Linked DNA regions of Mus musculus: regions 1, 2 and 4 are each linked to region 3. The links are chromatin contacts, called in public HiChIP or PLAC-seq and promoter capture Hi-C maps. All regions are on one chromosome and are shown on one strand. The core of a region is the stretch at or near the end of the contact, and the rest is flanking DNA. Distances in the headings are between cores, read along the strand shown. Region 1 holds the start of Gabpb1 (GA repeat binding protein, beta 1). Region 2 holds the start of Sppl2a (signal peptide peptidase like 2A). Region 3 holds the start of Mrps5 (mitochondrial ribosomal protein S5). Region 4 has its middle 17 kb from the start of Gm39928.

Evidence for each region. Promoter capture Hi-C pulls out the DNA fragments that hold promoters and counts their contacts. HiChIP or PLAC-seq counts read pairs in DNA pulled down with a chosen protein or histone mark.
Region 1: a contact with region 3 is called in a promoter capture Hi-C map of fetal liver, with 2.6 times the contacts expected there. The contact joins the promoter of Gabpb1 here to the promoter of Mrps5 in region 3. A contact is called at or near these places in 3 of 39 promoter capture datasets (fetal liver, liver and pre-B cells) and 2 of 484 Hi-C or Micro-C datasets (embryonic stem cells and muscle stem cells).
Region 2: a contact with region 3 is called in an HNF4G HiChIP or PLAC-seq map of pancreatic cancer cells. The contact joins the promoter of Sppl2a here to the promoter of Mrps5 in region 3. A contact is called at or near these places in 1 of 39 promoter capture datasets (hippocampal neurons) and 1 of 115 datasets of contacts at active chromatin or transcription factors (pancreatic cancer cells).
Region 4: a contact with region 3 is called in a FOXA1 HiChIP or PLAC-seq map of pancreatic cancer cells. The contact joins the enhancer-like site here to the promoter of Mrps5 in region 3. A contact is called at or near these places in 1 of 39 promoter capture datasets (embryonic stem cells), 7 of 115 datasets of contacts at active chromatin or transcription factors (astrocytes, embryonic forebrain, epiblast stem cells and 4 more) and 1 of 9 other capture datasets (macrophages).

What each region holds. Positions count from the first base shown.
Region 1 is chr2:126,672,929-126,678,070 of GRCm38.p6, forward strand. Gabpb1 (GA repeat binding protein, beta 1) reads right to left here and starts at 2,664. Exons shown (of 9, transcript NM_001271468.1): 1 at 2,428-2,664. A630026N12Rik (RIKEN cDNA A630026N12 gene) reads right to left here and starts at 2,359. Exons shown (of 1, transcript NR_166192.1): 1 at 1-2,359.
Region 2 is chr2:126,930,349-126,935,440 of GRCm38.p6, forward strand. Sppl2a (signal peptide peptidase like 2A) reads right to left here and starts at 2,887. Exons shown (of 15, transcript NM_023220.2): 1 at 2,599-2,887. The coding sequence starts at 2,664.
Region 3 is chr2:127,586,111-127,590,737 of GRCm38.p6, forward strand. Mrps5 (mitochondrial ribosomal protein S5) reads left to right here and starts at 1,316. Exons shown (of 12, transcript NM_029963.2): 1 at 1,316-1,375; 2 at 4,585-4,627. The coding sequence starts at 1,318. It also overlaps a transcript of Zfp661 not described here.
Region 4 is chr2:128,564,590-128,569,297 of GRCm38.p6, forward strand. No RefSeq gene overlaps it. Among named protein-coding and RNA genes, the nearest start is that of Gm39928, 17 kb to the left of the region's middle. Within about 2 kb of position 1,987, at least 47 of the 459 cell types and tissues checked have an H3K27ac peak or open chromatin away from gene starts, as enhancers often do. A contact at or near this core is called in pancreatic cancer cells, where this site is marked.

The DNA of each region.
Region 1 (5,142 bases), core at 1,414-3,913, 910 kb before region 3:
ACATTTATAAACTAGAGCAGAGAAAGTGAATGGGTCCCAACACATACCTTAATTTGTACACTATATGACATGTATACAATGTCAAATTGTCATATTTGTCAATATGTAAACAAGTTCCTAGATGTCCAGGAACTTGCCTTGACATGAGTCTCTAAGATAGCCGGTGAGATAAGGATTGGACATCATCAGTGCATTTACTAACAAGACAACTTGCAAGAAACTTGAGCTCACTCAAAAATTAATTTCTGACCTAAAATTTCATGTGACAATTTTTGAATTTGTAATGTTTGCCTCACCTATACCTAGAGATACCACGGGTTTTTAAAATGCCGGGGGAGGGAGGGAGGGGAATAAAAACGAGGTTAAAATTAAGATCCAATTTTGATATGCATAATAGCAAACATAAAAATGCACCTGGCACTTTCTGACAATGACATGAAGAATGGCCAGATGCTTCCTGTTGATGAAACAGCAGAGGTCAACTGACAGAATCAGACGAGGGTTTTAAGAAACCACTGGAAACTCAGCTTCCTTCCAAAGCCATTAGCCCCAAACTCATCTTGAACTATTACAGATTAATCGCCCACACCCAAGAAACCCAGACTGAGTCAGGGAAGAGGCTAAGACTTACACATGCAAACTACATGTGCATTTTGTTTCGGCAAACACCTCACTTCCCACGGAAGTCTGAAGCGCCTAAGATGCACGTGTCCTCGTGAAGAAGGTACTTACAAGCGGGTCTTTACACGCTGATTATATGTGTACATCGTTAAGCATATGAACTGGAACTTTAAAATGTCTTGTCACTTGGACTATTTCCAGATATCAAGGCTACTGGTAAATTATAATCTCTGCAATGCTTAAGCATCTAAATGGCCATCTTTTAAAAAGTTAGAGGCCTCTCCCCCAAACTACAAGAATCATTCTTCTCATTCAGTTTGTCTTTCACAATATCTTGATTGTACTTAACATGCTGAATAGAAGGATGGGATATATCATGTTTTTTAAAAAAAGCATAATATACATACAGTGTTTTCCATTGGCTATGTGGCATATCACAAGACTGTCTGCAAAAATTGACTCAAGAATGTTTTCTGTTAAACTAGGCTTTAAAAAAGACTTTCGAAAGTGCAAAACAATGTGACTCTTGCCTAAGTCATGAGTTGACACGTTACTTTTCATTTTTGACAAAATAAGAAAAGCGAATAAAGGGATAAGAGCCATCAGTTCCCTTAAAACTTAAAAAGTCAGAGTCTGAAGGCCTAAGAGCCAAAAAGCTATCAGTTATATTTAAATTAATCTGGGTGAATCTCTGTGAGGTAGACTATCGTCTGCGTACTAAATTCGGTGCGTTTTCAATTCTGGGAAGGCCACTACTTCCCTAGAAAAAGCACACCACCGTTCTTTTTTACCCCCAGATAAAAATTACATTTCAGAAAGTAACTTGCCTGAATAGACAACAAACCACAGTGTCTGCAGAAAGAACTCTTAAAAATTACTCCCACGTTATGAAGCTCTCTTTCAGAAGTACTGTGGTCTCGCTCCCTGCTTTAAAGCAAATGTGTCTGCTAGACACAGTGGAAATGGGCTTAAAGCAAAAGCTTCAAGGGAAAAAAAGCCAGCAGGTAGGCCCGCTTTCCTTCGCTCTCATTTTGGAGATGCACACTTCAAGGCTAAGCCCGCGGCTTCAACGCCGTGGGAGAGGTTCACAACAGCACACTCAACACCGATCTGTGCCCAGGCAAGACATGACCGACGAAACTCGCGGCTTCTTTCCGCACCCGCGCTCGCGTGGGTTCCGGTGGCGAAGTCTCCGGGGCAAAAGTCTCGGCCACTGAGAATGGCAGGCTCCGTCCCTTCCGGACTGGCCCGTCTACCCTGCCCCGACCCGGCTGTTCGGGCCGAAACCCGAGCGCCCCGGGCTCCGCGGGGCCCAGCGGGGCAGCGCGGCCCGGCCTTCCCTCCCGCTTGTCGTCGGCCCGGCCAGGCCAGGCCCTCAGGCCGCCGAGACAAAGGAGCGGGCGGGGACAGCGCCGCCTCTCCCGCCGCCTGCCCCGCCGGCCCGGACCCCCACGGCCATGGCGACCCCACCGCAGACCCGACCCGTGGGGCCCGCAGGAGGCCGCGGCGCCTGACCGAGGAGGGGGCGGCGGCCGCCACCATGTCTGCCGCCCCTCCCAGAAGCCAAGCGCCGGGCGGACAAAGCGCGGCGGCGGCGGCGGCGGCAGCACGGACACCCAGGCCGACCCCGCCGACCCCCGCCAAACAAGCGGGGCCAGGAGCCCCGGAAACCCGGCGCCTTAATGCAATAAACAGGAAATCGCGGGGATGATCTGGGTTCCGGGGGAAGTGGAATTATTTTTTACCAGCGAAGAGATCAACTTCCACATCCGGTGGTAACAGGGCCCTACACAGACCCGCACTGACCTGGAAAAGCTTCGGGAGCGGCGGCGGGGGAGCAGCGGGAGGAGGTGCGGGGACCGCGGCGCCTCGGAGCCGTCAGGGCAGACGCGGCCCCGCCACACACAGAGCGCTTCGCTGCACAGGGCGCTATTTTCCGAAAATGCCGCGTCTGCTCGGCGCCCAAAATCCCCACCGAAAAGTCCCCGTCGGCGCGGAGGGACACGGCGGCCGAGCTCCCAGCATGCCTGCGGCGGCCTCGCCAACCCGCGCCCGTTTCCGCCCCACTGGCCCCGGGAGCGAGCCTGCCGCCGCCCTCCCCCAGCCCCGTTCCGGCGGGAGAAAGGGATGAGAGGGTCTGCTTCTGACTTTAAACGGGGAGAAAGGAAATAAGCCATTTCTAGCGTTCGGCCACACAAAGGCTGCGGCGGAATGATCCGCGGGGCGACCGCAAGTCCCGGCTCGCCCGGCGCCTGCGCGGCAGCGGGGTGAGCGCTGCGGTGGCCCTGTGCGCGGCTGGGTGTTCCGCGCCGCGTCGCGGGGCGGGATGTGTGGGAGTTAGGGGTGCGTGTGCTAAGTTCTCCCCCGGCGTGACACGGAAAGTGCCGGCATTTCGGGACGCTTGGAGCTTGGACTTGACTATGGGGTGTTCTAGCAGATTCCCGGCAGGCGGAAGGGCAGCCGGGTACCTAAGATTTAACTTACCGTGGTCCTGGAAGGTACCCGGAATCGCTGGTTGTGGGGCCTGTGCGGGAACAAAGGATGCCTGTCCTCTTCACCTGGTGTAAACTGGTCGTGTGTGACGTGGATGTTTCTGTGGCTTTTTTTTTTTTTAATGTTGTAATAGTGACGCTTTTCTCCTGTCTGTATTGTCAGGATTTTTGTTGATTTGTTTTCGAGGCAAGGTTTCTCTGTAACAGCCCTGCCTGACCTGGAACTGGCTTTGTAGACCAGGGTGGCCTCAAACTCAAAAGAATCCGCCTGCCTCTGCCTCTCAATTGTTGGGATTAAAGGCGCGTACCACCATGCCTAGTGACGTATTTTACTTTCAATGAACCAAGAGTTGATTGGGAGATGATGATTTGTGAAGGAAAAGCCTTATAAATTTACTTCACATGCGATTTTCAAAGTTCCACTTTGATATATTTCACCGAAAAGTCCACTACCCGTGGAACTTTTGGCGTCAGGTATCTAGGAATGAGAATATCGGAGACAACCGAGAATAACCTAGGAGCAAAATGGCTTAAATGAGATCCAAATTGTTTACAGACTTCATTTGTGTTTGTGTGTGTCTGTCCTCAGATAAGGACACTTGCCCTTATTTTTTGGTTTTTCGAGACCGGGTTTCTCTGTATAGCCCCTGGCTGTCCTGGAACTCACTTTGTAGACCAGGCTGGCCTCGAACTCAGAAATCTGCCTGCCTCTGCCTCCCGAGTGCTGGGATTAAAGGCCACCACGCCCGGCTGCCTTTCTTATTTATATAGTGAAAGTTTGTAGCCAGTGTAAGACATAGCAAAGTAAACAGAATGGGGAGAGCATAGTTCATGTTTTTTCTTTTTATTTAATATTTTATTTCAGGGGTTTTTGGTTAGGTTTGGTTGGTTGGTTGGTTTTGAGATAGGGTCTCGCTTTGTGAAGCTCTGACTGCTCTGGAATTCACTCTGTAGACCAGGCTGGGCTCAAACTTAAAGAGGTCTACCTGCCTCTGCCTCCCAGGTGCTGGGATTAGAGGGGTGTACCAATACTGCCAGCTCTTATGAATTTTTTTAAATTGTTATTCCTTTCCATAATATTTTGAGTAAATAGTTAATTGCCTTAATTGTGCTATAGCATCTAGACGAGTATACATCATCAGTGGTTATGCCAGAAAAGCTGAATGTGGTGTGATTGCAGGAATATTCCCCTGCCACAAACAGACACACACAGTAACCTTACAGAGGAATCAAATAGCTATATAAAAGTTATATAGAAATCAGAAATTGGTGAAGGCCATCCAGTCGAAGGGAACAGTAATGCAGAACTAGAGAGATGATTTCGATCATTCCCAGAAATGGACCTGTAGAGGTTGAGTGACCTCCTTGAATGTCTCCTTAATGAGTTGGTGTTTTTGACTGGTAGCTATTCAGTAAAAACGCCCCAGGCATGGAGAAGCAGTAGTTTGGAAAACTGACTACACAGGTTGAGGTAGTCACAAGTAGGAATCAAGGAAATCACAACTGCTTGTTAGGAATTTGGAGAATGCTTGACTGGATGTGAGAATGCCTGAAGGAGATGTCAAGGAAGGTGACTCAAGTTTGTCAGAGTACTTGAGGGTTGGCAGTGTGTTCACTGAAAAAAGCAAAGGGAGAGGACTGCTAGGGAAGATGAAGCTTCTGTGTGACCATGGAAAGCCTATGGGCCTGTCTAATCAGCTCTGTTCATTCCTTCAGCAGTGCTGGAGTGCCCATTCTTTTTCTCTCTTTTGAGACAGGGTTTCTCTGTGTAGCCCTGACTGTTGTCCTGGAACTCACTTTGTAGACCAGGCTGGCCTCGAACTCAGAAATCTGCCTGCCTCTGCCTCCCAAGTACTGGGATTAAAGGCGTGCGCCACCACTGCTCGGTGTGGAGTGCCCATTCTTATAGTCCTGTTCTGTGAGCTAGAGAAGATAAAAGTAGCAGCTAAGAACATGGCTTCAGCTACTGTTGCTGGTAAAAGGAAGAACAACTAGAGTTTTAAAATGGATGAAGGATAATATCCTATAA
Region 2 (5,092 bases), core at 1,637-4,136, 650 kb before region 3:
AGTATGCTGAGAAATATGGTACTGCAGAGGTAGGTTGTTGCTTATGACAGATTATAGCTGATGATATGGTTCATAAGCCTTTGACATTAGTGTGTAGGAGAAGTTTGGAGGTTTGGAGGAGCAGTCTAGAGAAAGCCTACCATGCTATAAAAAGAGCTTATCAAGGCCATTCTGGGGAGAGAACAGAATAGCGGGATGCTGCCCTCAATGCAGATAGTAAAAAAGCAGGCTCATGAATTTGCAGACGGAATGATGACTCTATCTGGAATTAGGCTAAATGCACCATGCTGTACCATTCTGGTAAAGAACTTGTCTTCATTTTGTCCAAACTCTGACCCTGTGGGAAGCTGAGTTTAAAGGACTGAAAGAGGCAATGTCCGGGTAGCACATTGTTCAGATTATCTCACACAGGTATTAATAGATATTTGTAGTTAAGATTTATGCTAAGAATCAAAAGCAAAGCCACTACAAAAATATTTGGAAATCTTATAGTTTGTTCAGAAAAGGGACATGTTTAAAGTCGCAACCAAGGGAACCTATTACCAACTTTCCAAACCTTAAAAACAAAACAAACAAACAACAACAAGACTCTTATTCCTCAGCTGGCTAGGGATTTAGCTCAGTCGAGCACTCGCCTACCATTTATGAAGCCATTTGAGCACGGTGGTTCATGCCTACAATCCCCACGCTACAGTCAGACAGTCAGACTCACTGTTATTCTTGGGGAGCTCAAGGGCAGCCAGTTTCAGACCCTGTTTGGGGGAGGCCAAGTACTTCAGGGACCATACCTAAAACAAGCTTGCTAAATAGGTCAGTGGTGGCACAAGCCTTTAAGCTCGGCTCTTAGAGGAGGCAGAGGCAGGGGGATCTCTGTGTGTTTGAAGTCAGCCTGGTCTACAGAGTGAGTTCCAGGACAGCCAGGGCTACAGAGAAAAAAAAAGTCTGAAGAAAGAATTAAGACAACAACAAAAATAGCATGCTACATAGGTAGCCGTCATTACCCTTGTATCCATGACATCCATCATTACCCAGGTATCTTCTGAGCTCTTTAATAGCAACCACAGTGTGGACTTAACACTTTGTATGTTCTGTTTGGTTTGGTTTGTTTTCTTGAGACAAGATTTCTCTCTGTAGGCTGTCCTGGAACTCTCTGTAGACCAAACCGGCTCCAAACTCAAGAGATCCACAGACCTCAGCTTCCTGAGTGCCCAAAAAATGTGGGTTTATCAAGAGTAGATGTATTACTGTGCTAAATATTGATTTACCTTGAGAAAAATTAGTGGAGCTATGGTATAAGTACGTAAACATTATTTCGTATTAATCATCTTAAGTTCCCTGAAATGAGTTAAGCTTGACAGCTAAGCTAGAGGGCCGAGACATTTACATATCCTGTGAGTTTTCTTTGGACCTAAATGACACTTGTCTGGTTATTCAGTTCCTGCTTTAAAGATACAAAGTAAAGCTACTGTGCTGTCATTCTCTCCTCAAAATACTTTTTGAATGGGTTCTCTCCGAATGCTGTCCAGCAAAGTTCCTAGAACGCCAAAGGCTACCTTAAAAAAAAAAAAAAAAAAAAAACTGTTTGGGGCTTAAACCTTCTCCATGACCTTTTCAAGCCCAGAGTGACAAAGCAGTCTTTCAGAGAAGTGATGGTTTTTAAGTAATAACTACATACACAGTTTACACAACAGTGTGCAAACAATACCGATACAAATTTCCCAACATCAAATGTCAGAAAAGAAAGTGAACAGAAACAAAATCTAAAACACTGAGAGTTAGCTTCTTGGTCACACATTGGAGCTCAAATTACTTTGATCCCGAATTTTAAAACATTATTTCAGCAAATATGGGTATGTGAGCGCATATTTGTTATTTTTTTCTCAACCAGACTTTGACCCTTTTAGACGTCAAACTATTCAAACCTCTCATTTCCCCTTTAAAGGTATTTTAAAGTATACCTATATGAAAACAAAAGCATAATACAAATCCCATAGTATAATCACATGTACCTTACATAGAAGGCACTATCTGGGAGTGAAAGGAAAGTATATAGATATTCATATGGCTATAGAGAGAAATGTATGTGAGCGCAGTCAACAAAAGAGCAGGCCAGAACGCTAACACCTGGAACCCTGTTCACACCGGCCCCTCCATCCGCCTTTTTCTAGGCAAAAGGCAGCAGTAAGATTGGGCTACACAGAGAAGCACAGAAGTGAATTCTTTGAATTAAGAAGAAAAGATGCCAGCACAGTGAAAAATTATAGAGAGGGCTCCAGGACCAAGGAGGAGGAAGCTCCCCACCCACTCCTACCCCCGCCCGCGGGTTTCTCCCAGGGGTTGGGCATTTCGCTGGATTTCGGGGGCTGGGGGCGGGTGAGGAATGCTGGGACTCAAGGACGAAGGCAGTTAACCGGGCCCGGGCAGTGGGAGAATGGGAAGCCAGGGTAGAAGGAGAGGAAGGGGGAGGTAGGGAAGGAGGAGGGATGAGGGAAATCCGGAGGAGGTTAGAGGGAAAGGAAGGGATGGAGGGGGAGGGGGAGGAAGCGGGAGGAAGGGGAGGGAAAAGCGGAGGGGAGGGGAGGGGAGTGCGGCTCTCACCAGTCCGAGCAGGCAGCTCCAGAGCAGGGCAGCCGCGGGAGCGTGCAGCGAGTGCAGCAGCCCCATCCCACGGGCGGGCAGCTAGGCTCAGGCTGCGCTGGCGGCACCCGGACCTCTAGGGTGCAGCCCCGACTTCCTCTTCCGGTCCCTCCCGCGAAACGCTAGGCCGGGACTCTGTGGGTACTGTCAGCTCCTGGCAGAGCCGTTTTAGCTGCGTAAATCCTGGGTTCTCGTTCGGTTCCCCCTAACTGCGGCCGCCGCCCATTCCAAGCCACTGGAGCTTCGGGTTTCAGTTTCCTTTCTGGCCTCTGCCACGTAGCCTCGGGGCGATCTTCGTAAATACGGAACCCAGACGAGGCTCCTCTCCACACTTGGCAGCACAAATCAAAACTCTTCCTCTGCTGCTAAGTTTACGTCACCTCACCCTGTTTTCTCTGTCCTTGGTTTCTCTACTTTCCCACCCGTTAAGATCCACAGACCCTCCAGGCGGGCAGTCTCTGGGGAATACACTCTTGGTGTTCCCTTATCACTTACTTAACACTTCCTCCCTAAAGAGGGTTTCCTAGTACACTTCATCTTAAGTACCCCTTAATTCACTTTCATGCTATGATTTATTTGTAACCTTCATAGCTTTTTTTTTCTTTTTGTTATTTATTTATTTATTTATTTATTGCTGTTGTTGTTCTTGCTTTCTTTGGAAACATCCTCGACTAGTACTGAACTCACTTTGAAGATGATGGCCTAGAACTCAGAGATCTTCCTGTATCATAGGCATAAGTCACCATGCCTGAGGTTTTGGGGGTCCCTCCCCCCATTTTCTTATACTCATCTATGTATCTCCCATGCTGCTATCCAGTTAATGGAAGGATCCCTCTTTGCTCTGTTGACTGCTGTGTCCTTACACACAGAATATCCAGTGTATACTAGGTTGTCAAATATTTGTTGGATGACTATTTAATACCAAACACTGAATAGGACAGTGTTCCTGTTATCCTAAAGGAGGGACACAGCAAGGACTACAGATGTGTGAGCAAACACTGTTACAAAGCAACCTTTCACAAGGAACTCCACAAGGATCCAAGGGAGGTAAAAATAGGGCACCAGGAAGAGAAAAAAAAAAAAAAAAAAAAAAAAAAAACACCAGCCCTAGCTGAGTATAACTGACTATTACCTTCTGTGCAAGTTAATTTCAGCTAGGCAAAGAGGAAGGAAGCATTAGTCTGAAAGCCAAGGGAGGCAACTACAGAACTACAGAACTACAGAACTGGACCTTGGCTGAAGTTAGGAGAGGGGGAGAGTGAGAAGAGGCAGAGGGTGAAATAGTTGCACAGCTTGGAACTTGAGACTTCCTCATTGGCATCTTCCTGGGGGAATTCCTGAAGGAAGCTCTCCCACAGTTCTGCGTGGGTTTTTTCTGTAGTTGTCTGTCCCCTGGCTTCCCCCTCTGGTCCAGTTTCAATCTATTTGTAACCCTACCAGCTGTAAGAACCCCCTAGACAGAAACTGCCTGTCAAGCATTGTTGCATTTACTCTCAGCCACTTTTAGAATCCTTCTAGGACACTGATGTTTAAGCTAATCTCCCCTTTCCACTGGGATCCTAGATACTTGCTCATCTGATGAGAGCAATATATCTGGATTTTAAAAACATTTCCAGATTTAATATACAGCCAAGCTTAAAAACCTTTCATTATTTAGTGTTTCAGAGTGCTGGCCTGGACCACGGCTCCTGACTGCAGTTTCAGCATCACCATCCAAACCTATTGAATCCGAGAATCAGAGAATGAGCATTCCAGAGACCTCATACTGCTACCTCAGTTTAGCTCAAATAAATCTTACTCCTGACCTTCTAAGTTGTCTCAGGGGAACATTTATACTCTTAAGAGCTTCTTGTTGGATGAGAATTCCTAAAATAGGACACGAAAAAAGGAAAAACTATACAACAATAAAATCAAATTCACTTCACCAAAATAAAAACCTCTGTTCTTTGGAAGATATGTTTTTTAAATATTTATTTGTGTGTGTACTTTCATAGACACCTACATGAGCTTATGTCTACTATGTGTGTGCAGGTGTCTACAGAGATCAAAAGAGGACACCAGATCCCAGAACTGGAGTTCTAGGTAATTATTGATTATAAGCAGCCATGTGGATGCTGGGTATTGACCCCAGGTCCATCTCCTGAAGAGCAGCCAGTGCTCTTAACCACTGAGCCATCTCTCCATCCCCTGGAAGATATTCTTAAAGGAATAAAGACCACTGTAGACTGGGAGAAGACAATCATAAAGCATCTATATATAAACAAACACACACACACACATATATAAACATATATGTATTTATATGTTCATATATATATATATATATACAGATATATAAAGAACTCTTATTATTCAACAAAAAGACCAAAAACTGGAAAAGGAGTGCACAAATTCCATGGACCTACAAGAATGGATGGAATGAAAATTATGTTGCCAAACATCGGTTACAATGTGG
Region 3 (4,627 bases), core at 66-2,565:
TGTCAGTAGAGGGAATAAATCATATCACTAGGCTGCCAAGGTCTCAGCACTGCTGTCTAATTTTTGTTGATCCCTTTCGCCTCTGTCAGTCTCATGGATCTCTTGTAAGCCTCGGTCTGCCCCTAAGGCAGTGAAAAGGGCAGCTGTGAAAGGGTTCTTCTGCAATTCTGAAGGATGGCTGCATACAGAAATCCTCAACTATGTTCCCAGAGAGCTTGTAAAAGAGCCCTGTGATACTTTGGTTGGACAAGGTCAGGAGAAACATACAATCACCTCTTCTCAGGAAAATGATTCTTCCAGTCTGCTCCTGAGTTTCTTGGGGGCTGCATGGTATGTGCTCAGACATGGTCACGAACCTGTGACAGATTTGGAGGACATAGTTTACCAAGTCTTGCCACGTCTTCAGCTGCCTATAGGTCTTCATGGATATCCTTACTGAATGAACTAAAGCCTCCCCAGCCTGTGCTGCAAAGACTTACAAAGTAGCCAAGGCACTCTCACAAGCAATTCTGAACTTGCTCAGAGACTGCAGGTGTTTCGAATCATGACCAAGACATTAGGTAGCAAATGTGGCTTGCCCAACAACCACTGCCCTCAGGAAAGGTAGAAGCCTTAAATGATAATCCCAAGAAGCTAATGAAGAAAGCCCCTGTGTTACTTTCTATTGCCGTGACAAAACACCATGACCAGGGCAACACAGAAACAGTTTATTGCAGGCTTAAAGTTTCAGGGGAGGAGTCCAGAACCATCATATGTGACTCATTTGGGCAAGCATGGATAGTGTAAAGCCATGAGCAGGTGGGGTAAAACCCGTGGCCTCGGGCTGGAACATGACTGTGTGTGAACAACCTGTACCATGAATACACAACAAAGGCAACATATGTTTAATAAACTTTGGGCCTTTACGGACTTCCCACACTTTGTCTCATTCACCCCCGGGCTCCTTCCCGATGTTCCCAGACTCTTTCCCGGTTCCGCAGAACTGACTTTGCCAGGTCAAGCCTGCTACTGGTGAGATGTGATCCATTAGGCTACTATCAGAGAAAAGAGCCCAGAGCTAGCCCCGCCCTCGCCCCGCCCCTGCCCGGGGTCCTAGCGCGAGGACCCCTGAGCAGCTGTCCGAGGCTGAGCCTGACTCAGTTTCCTCTGTGGTCCACGAGGGCAGTTTTCCGTGTGCGCTGAATGGTGGCCCTCGAGCCTCAGCACACCTCTCTGCGCTGACGACGAACTTGTGACAAGGCGCGGTCGCAGCTCGTTGCTGCAGGCGGTGAGGAAGGCGGTTCCAGAGACAGGCGGAGTCGCTGCTCCGGCTCCAGCATGGCGGCGGCCGTACGCGCTGCAGGCTGTCTCCCTGCATTGTGTAGCTTGCAGGCAGGTGAGCCCTGGGACCCGGACCGAAAGCGCGCGCGAGCAGGGGTCTTTCCCTCGGGTCTGTCGAGTCTAGGCTCCAGGAACGCGAGAAGTCGCCGAGTCCTTGATCTCAGTCTCCCATTCGGGTCCGGCCGGCTGTGTGACCTTGCGCGCCTTCTGTCCCTCTCTGGTCGCGCCGTTTGAGAGTATAAGGAGTGAACTGGGCAGTGTGCTTTCGGCCAGGGAGACCGTTCAGGCCCACTCTGTGAGGAGGAGCGAATGTAGCAAGCATAGTCTGTGGTTCATAGGGTGATGTCAATCCCTGTCTCGAGTCAGAGTGCCGCCAGCAAAAAGTCTAACAGACTCTTACTGAGTCTGTTAGATTAACTAGCTGTCATTTTAGCGTCTGGGCCGATCCGTTTGCCAGAATATACTTTTGCTGTCACCGTCTTCCTGCCGCCCTTTTCAGTTGTGTGCCGATCTCTAGCATGGCGTTGGCTTGTAGGAATAGCTTCGCGCTGGACATTGTGCTCAAGGTCCTGGTCCAGAAAGTTCATTTTGTTGCAATATTTAACCTGAAATCACTTGATAGGGTATGTGACTTGAGCCTTCGTTTGTTTTGCCGGCGTTGAAACCATCTCATTAAGGCCTCTGTCCATAGTAAGTTGTAACATTCACTAGCGCTCGCAGGTGATCTATCTAAAGTGTACACTTCAAAGGTTTTGTTTTAGTGTTTTTGTAGACGGTGCATTTATCATCACAGTCAGTTTGAGAACATTTTCATCACTCCAAAAGAAAAAACAACTGTACCTTTTAACTGTTGCCCCCACCCCTCGCCATCTCTCACTAGCCGTCAACACTGGGAGACTACTGATCTATTTCCCATCTGTCCATAGCTTGTCTGTTCTGGGCATCTGGTTTCTACGATTGGCATCTGCCAATAATGCTGTGTTGTCAGGATTTGTCCCTGCTGTGACATACCAGTCCCATGTTGCTTGTGAGCCAATAATACTCTTGTGTCCATTACACCACATTTTGTTTATCCACTCATTGGCGGATGAACGTTTGAGCCGTTTCCATCTTTTGGCTGTTAGGACTGATGTTAAAACATTTGGATGCTGTGCTTCTGTCTGTGCACATGTCCGTCCTCTTGTGGGTATTTCCTGGGTGGAATTGCTGGTTGAAGTGACACCTCAGTGTTTAACTAAGGAACTAACTACCAAGTAGCTGTACCATTTTACAGCTCCACCGGCACTGTGTAGGGGCTTCAGTTTCTCTTTGCCAGCACTTGTTATTGTCTGTCCTGTTCAGAGAACCAAGCTGTGACGATATACTAATTTTGTGGCTTTGATTTCTAATGGGCTCGTTTCCATGCGCTTAATAGCCATGTGTGTATGTTCTTGAAGCAATATCTGTTCAAATCTTTTGTCTGTGTGCGCCTGTAACTTGATTGTGTGGTTCTTGACCATGAATTTCCTAGATTAGAGGGAAACACTTGATCTAACCGTGTGCATGCTAGGCACATGCTCTACAACTGAGCTGCACGCTCGAGTGTTAGAAGGCTTGGATCCTGTCGGTAGAGCCATGGGTTATGGATGCTTAGGAGCCGGAGCCATGCTGGAGGTAGTGAGTCTGTGGAGGTGGGCTAGGGAGCTTCATCACCTGCCTTCCACGCCTGATCACCTGCTTCCGGGGTGTGGATGTGGTTTTCTGCCGCCATGTCTTCACTGCTTGCTGCCATGACTTCTCTTCCATGGTGGTCTGAATCTCTCTGGGACTGTGAGCCCCAATAAACCCTTTCTCCCTTAAGTTCCTTATGCCTGGATATGTTATCACAGAAACAAGAAGTAAATTTTTGTTTTTTGAGACATATCTCAACAGCTTGCCCAGGCTGCTGTTGCAATCACTCTCTAGCCCGGTGCTGGGTTTGAACTTCCCATCCTCCTGTTCCAGTCTCTCTCATAGCAGGGTCTGTGAGCCTGTACTAACAGGTTACTTCCTGTTCATTGTCACTTGGGTTGACTTTTTATTCTTGATTTGGAAGACTTCGTTGCATTTTCTAGAAATAAGTCTCTTGTCAGATATATAATCTGCAAGAAAAAAAAGTATTTTTGGAGACAGGCTCTCATTGTGTAGTCTTGGCTATCTTGAAACTCACTATGTAGAGCGGGTTGGCTTCGAATTCACAGAGGTCAGCCTGTCTCTGCTTCCAGGCTAGGATAAAAGGCATGTGCACTGTGCATAAACTTTTTTTTTTTAAAGAGTTTTGCATGTTAACTTTTAAGACCCCCTCCCCTGCCAAGGTTCTCACTATGAATGTAGTCTAGCCTCAAACGCACAGTGATTCTTCTGCCTCAGCTTCTCAAATGCTGGGATATACTAGTATACCTGACATTAATAGTGTTCCTTGAAACACAGGTTTTTGTTTTTGAGCATCCAGGGCCTAGTGCACATCAGGCAAGAGCTGTGCCGCCAAGCTGTTTCTAGCATTGAACACATTGGTTTGAAATTTTGATGGTCTCATTCATCTGTTTTCCCCCTCTCCCTTTTGGTAGCATGTGCTTTTGGTGTTGTATCTAAGAAACCACTGCCAAGTCCAAGGTTGTGATTGTTTACGAGTTTTATAGACCTTTGGCCTCTGTCTGGTTTAGTTTTTGATGATCAGAGGCAGACCTGCACTTCCTCCATCTGGATTTTACTGCCCCGCTGTCTCCATACATGAGTTTTCTCAGCTCTGCTGTCAGAGTCGGTGCTAGAACGCCACGCTGAGTGAGGGCTGGTGGGTGCCAGAGGGAGCAGGAGTGGGGATCTGGGGGGCTTCCCCGGAGCTGTTGTTGAAAGAGGCTCCGCCCTTCCCAACACCACGCATGCGCACGCTCTACTCACCTATGCTAGGGAACCTCCAGAGAGCAGCGTGATGATTCCCCCGAAGTCTGCCTTGGTGAATCCATGAGTTTTGTTGGGTTGTTTGCAGGAGTATGGGTAGCATGGAAGGACCAGCAAGGACGGCAGGGGGTGCAGGTGACATCAAGGGACTTTCACGAGGCTTGGAAACTGCATGGGTTTGAGGGTGAAAGGTGGAGATGAGGCGCCATGTCGGCGTGGAGCCTAGAGATGGCTTACATATTGTCTTAATCTTTCTGTTTTGTAGGTTCCAATATCTTACTGGTTAAAATGCTCCGTCTCATGTAGAAAATATCTTTAAACAAATACTCTTTTCCTCCCAATTTTTAGGTCATTTCCTGTCTAGGCAACTCTCTTTAAACGCCTTTCCAGT
Region 4 (4,708 bases), core at 737-3,236, 980 kb after region 3:
CTGGGCAGAACTGAAATGGCTTGAGGGGCAATCAGAGAAGAAAGGGTGAACAGAGAAGCAGGTGGGGAGTGAACCTCAGCAGAGCACATATGGACAGAGAGTGGGTCAGAACTTACTTGTTCCTGGGTCCATTTGTAAGGTCTCTCAATAATTTATGAAGAGAATGCATGAGGCGAATGAACAGGGCAAGAGTAGCTAGCCAAAGCTGCAGTGACAAGATGACTGTCACCCCACCCCCATGCCCGCCACTGGGACAATCTTCCATGAGAGATGCAACTTAAAAATCAAGGCATGCACATTGTGTCTTTGGCCTATAGTCTATATCATCTAACAATCTTCTAAAAAGTTGGGGGGATTTTTTAACCTCTTCTGTCAAAGCATCATTTTTAGAACATGAAAGATTTGGCTCTCTGACTCCTGTACCTGTGCTAAGCACAGTTAACAAATGAAAGAATGCCAGGAGGATTCTGGGAGTGTTTGCAGTTCATCTGGGAGAAGGACTAGTTAAGTTTGCTACGATGCATACAAAACCTAGTTCATGTTCCATGCCAGAGTAAACCCATGAGGGTTGGGGAATCTTTTCAACCAGAAAGAAATTATTTCCCTTGCCCTATCAATCGTAGCAGAGAATTGGGCTCCCTGGGCCCTCCCCTTTATGTGAACTATTGGCTACTGATAGACTGTGGAAGAGGAGGAATCGTTGTCTTTAGTTATGTATCCTTTGCTCAGCCCACCAGGCTCCAAAATATAGCTCCAAAGTCAAGGTCACACAGAAGGCCTTGGTTGTTCTGAGCGAGTCACAAAACAAAAGGAATCCACAAGACGTGAGAAAGAGATTTGATGTTGGGGGAAATAGACAGATGTGGTGGAGGGTAGCGGGGAGAGTGCCAGTATGCACTGCAAACTTGCAAGAAATTGTCAAAAACAAATTTAACGGATTCAAAGTAGTAAAGTAGTAGTAAACGCTGTGCACTTTTTAACTTGACAAAAATTGTGCCCAACTTCAGGCAGATCCGCGTCGTAATTACCAGCACACAGCATATGCAACGATGATTCTGTACTTGGAGGTTTAAAGAGTTCCTGCGTGGAGCCCCTGGGCAATGCTCGACGCATGGCTCCAACAGCTTCCTGCAATTGTACATTTCCCTTATTGCCAGCTTGCAGGGCCTCTTTCTGAGCGTGCCCTAGGCTCCTTGCTAACAACTTGGGTAGCTTCTAGCAAGTTATAACTTCATGTCCAAAAAAAGCTAGTAACCAAAGCACAGATTAGCAAACAACTCAACTCCACGCCTCTATAAAGATGAGCTACATAACAAAACCAGAGCTGAAACTCCTGGGAGGAGCTGCGTCTAGAGCAAGAATTCTTAAGGCTGGGGGCGGAGTTTAGTAACAAAGTGCCTTTGGCACCGGCTCAAGCATCACTGTATATATGTCCTGCAGACAGCTTGACCTTGGCTGGCAGGAACAGCAGGAAAAGTGAAACGGAGCTTATGAGCTGGTATTACCCTGGGCTATCTTAGGCCAATTAACTTTGGATCTGACCTAACATGCTCATGACTAACAGGTGACTCCTCAGAATGTATCACTGAGCTTAGCAGGACTCTGCCCTCCCCCAGCCCGAAGGCTAAGAACGCTCTAAGACTATGTCGGAGACTTTTAGAAGAGATTCTTGCCCAACCCCCTGCTCCGCTGTAGCTCATCTACCTAACAGTCTCACCATTGTAAACTGGTCAGTCTTTTGGCTCAGAATAAACTATTTTTTTTATTTCCTGAAAAGGAGGACAGTTCTTTCAAATTGACAAAGCATAATATTAAACTGCTAAATTAAACAATACTCACTTAGTAACTGAGAACAAAGTCTAACCAACACGCAGGCACAGCCTGGCACTTGCGTATGTTTTACCAGTCAGCCTCACCTGGGCCTTCGCACTTAGCTTAAAGAGAAAGTTTAACTTTGTCAAGGCCAGCCAGTCTGTAACCTCATGCTTAGCCACCTGGGTCATGGCTGCAGAGTGAACTGAGGAGTAGGTGACAGCCTGGGGACCTAGGACAAGGGCTTAGCTGAGCTAGACCAGGCCTGGGGGTGGGGGTGGGGCTTCTGAAAGCACGTGGTTACAGCGAGTCTTAAATCTGGAGTCTGGCCTTTACAGAGCCATCCAAGGCATAGCCAAGAAAGCGACCCTGGTTTCCCTCCTGTTTGGTCCACCATCCAGGACACAGTGGCTTTCTAGTTGACAGTGTTGACACTGCTGAAGAGAGTTGTGGGGGTAAAAAGGAGGGCCACCCATCTGGGTGCTCTGGGTGGCCAAGGTTCCCAGATAGCCTTATGTCTGCAGGAAGCTCCAGGCAAGTCTGCCAGCAGGGTGGCCAGCAGGGGGCCTGTGGGTATCCAACGGTCCCTGCTGTTTCTCACAAGAGGACAACATGGCTCTATGCTCTTCTGTTAAAAAACCCTCCTGCTCCATGTGGCAGGAGTCATTTGAAGGGAAGGTGAGGCTCACCCAAGGCCCTGTCTCACGGCACCCGTGAGCATTGAGAAGCGATCCTTAGAAGAAAGAGTCCTCCTCTAACTGTAAATCACGTCAAAGTGGCATATACTGTTCATTGTGTTTCAAAACTGAAATACAAAGCCTCTCCCACAATTATAGCCGTTTTATAACTAAATCCCACTGTTTCCCAGAGCCCTCCAGACCTACTTACTTTAAATCAGAAAAATAATGCTGTTTCCCGACATGTCCTTTATTGGGCAACCTGGGTTTGTACTGCATGCTGTTTCACACTCTGGAATTAACTCCGGGACTGCGGGATGTGGGACAAACTAGGTCATACTGTACACTGCCGTCTCTGAAAGTGTTGTCCGAAACTGAAGTTTAACAGAGGCTGAGCTTCATTGTCAGTTATCCAGGACCTTGTTCCCAGTTGGTTGCTAAGAGCAATGGAAGGTAACGAGGAGCTGACCCCAAGGGAGGAGCTGAAGAGATGACTCAGTTGCTAGCACACACACACACACACACACACACACACACACACACACACACACGACCCCAAGGGAGACCCAGCACCTGCTGTGCATGTATGGGGGCGGGGGCTGAGTTTGTTTCCCTTGTGTATATGTAAAAGCCAGGTGCAGACACATCTGCAATGCCATATCTGGAATAGCGGACAGACAGATGGAACTCTAAAGCTAATTAGTTGGCCACTCTCAGCCAAACTGATGTGTTCCAGGGTCAATGGGAGACCCTGCCTCAAAAAGAAATGTGGAGAGAGATATGTGATACCTCATAGCTGGCCTTGCACACGGGCACACACACACACACACACACACACACACACACACACACACACACACGACCCCAAGGGAGACCCAGCACCTGACGTTTGGGGTTCTGTGCTGCCGGCTGAATGGGTGTCAGGGATTCTCAGCGTGTTCTCCAAGACAGAATGCTCAGATTTTTTTAAAGGTGAGGTGTGAGCTAGAAGCTTACAATAGGCCGTTTTTCTTGTGTCTAGTCATTTCTCTGAATGAAAAACATGAAAACACTCGACATCCAGGCTTAGACAGAGTAAACCTCACCTGAACTTTACCCTTGACCTTGCCCGGGGATGAGTAAACCACCTCCTTTGATCCCACAAATCACATGACCCAGGGCTGCAGTGGGGGCCAGGAGTCTACTCCTGCCATGAGGTTTGTAAGCTTAAAGTGATTTCCCGGGGAGGAAGCCAAAGGATTTTAGGAGAAGCAACCACCTTGTACTTTAAATAGGACACACGCTTATGAATCACTGTCGCCCCAGGTACAACAGAGTGATTCAGGGACTGCCCAAAGGATGTGTGGACTCTACAGAGCTTTCAAGAAGTTTCAATCCAAGCCCATGTCAACAACTATTTTTCCTCCAATACTTTTCTTTTAATTGGGTGTCAGTTTTTACCAGGTGTGAGATACAGCGCTATTGAGCCCCATTCCATGTGTTCAGCAGGGGTCTTCCTGGCTCCTCAACTTTTATCTTGTATTTAAACTTGACGGAGCCATTCCTTGGAGCACGTGAGATAAAGGTCGGGAACTAAGCAATTCAGGATGTTGTAAATGACTCTGCCATTAATCACTCCCCACAGATATGTTCCCCTCTGGCCTCAACCTGGGTGGAACTTGAAACAGCCACTAGAGGCAAGGACATAAAACTGAGGACCCAAAGAACACTTGAGAAATGTCACACACACACACACACACACACACACACACACACACACACACACACACAGAGTAACAGGATGGGTGTGCCTTCCTCCAGGAAGCCTTTACAGAGCCTAGAGTTCAAAACAAGGGTCATCGCATCCATTGAGATGTCTTTTCCCCTAAGGCCAAGCAATTTAATTACTTATGAGGTCCTATAAGACATCTCTGTCTTAGTCAGGGTTACCACTGATTTGACAAAAAAAAAAAAAAAAAAAAAAAAATCATGACCAAAAAGCAAGCTGGGGAAGCAAGGGGTTGATTCGGCAAATACTTCCATATTGCTGTTCATCGTTGGAGAAAGTCAGGACAGGAGCTCAAGCAAGTGAAGGAACCTCGAGGCAGGAGCTGATGCACAGGCTGTGGAGGGGAGCTGCTTACTGGCTTGCTTTCCATGGCTTGCTCAGCCTGCTTTCTTACCAAATCCAGAACCACCAGCCTAGGAGTGGAACCACCCACCACGGGCTGGGCCCTCCA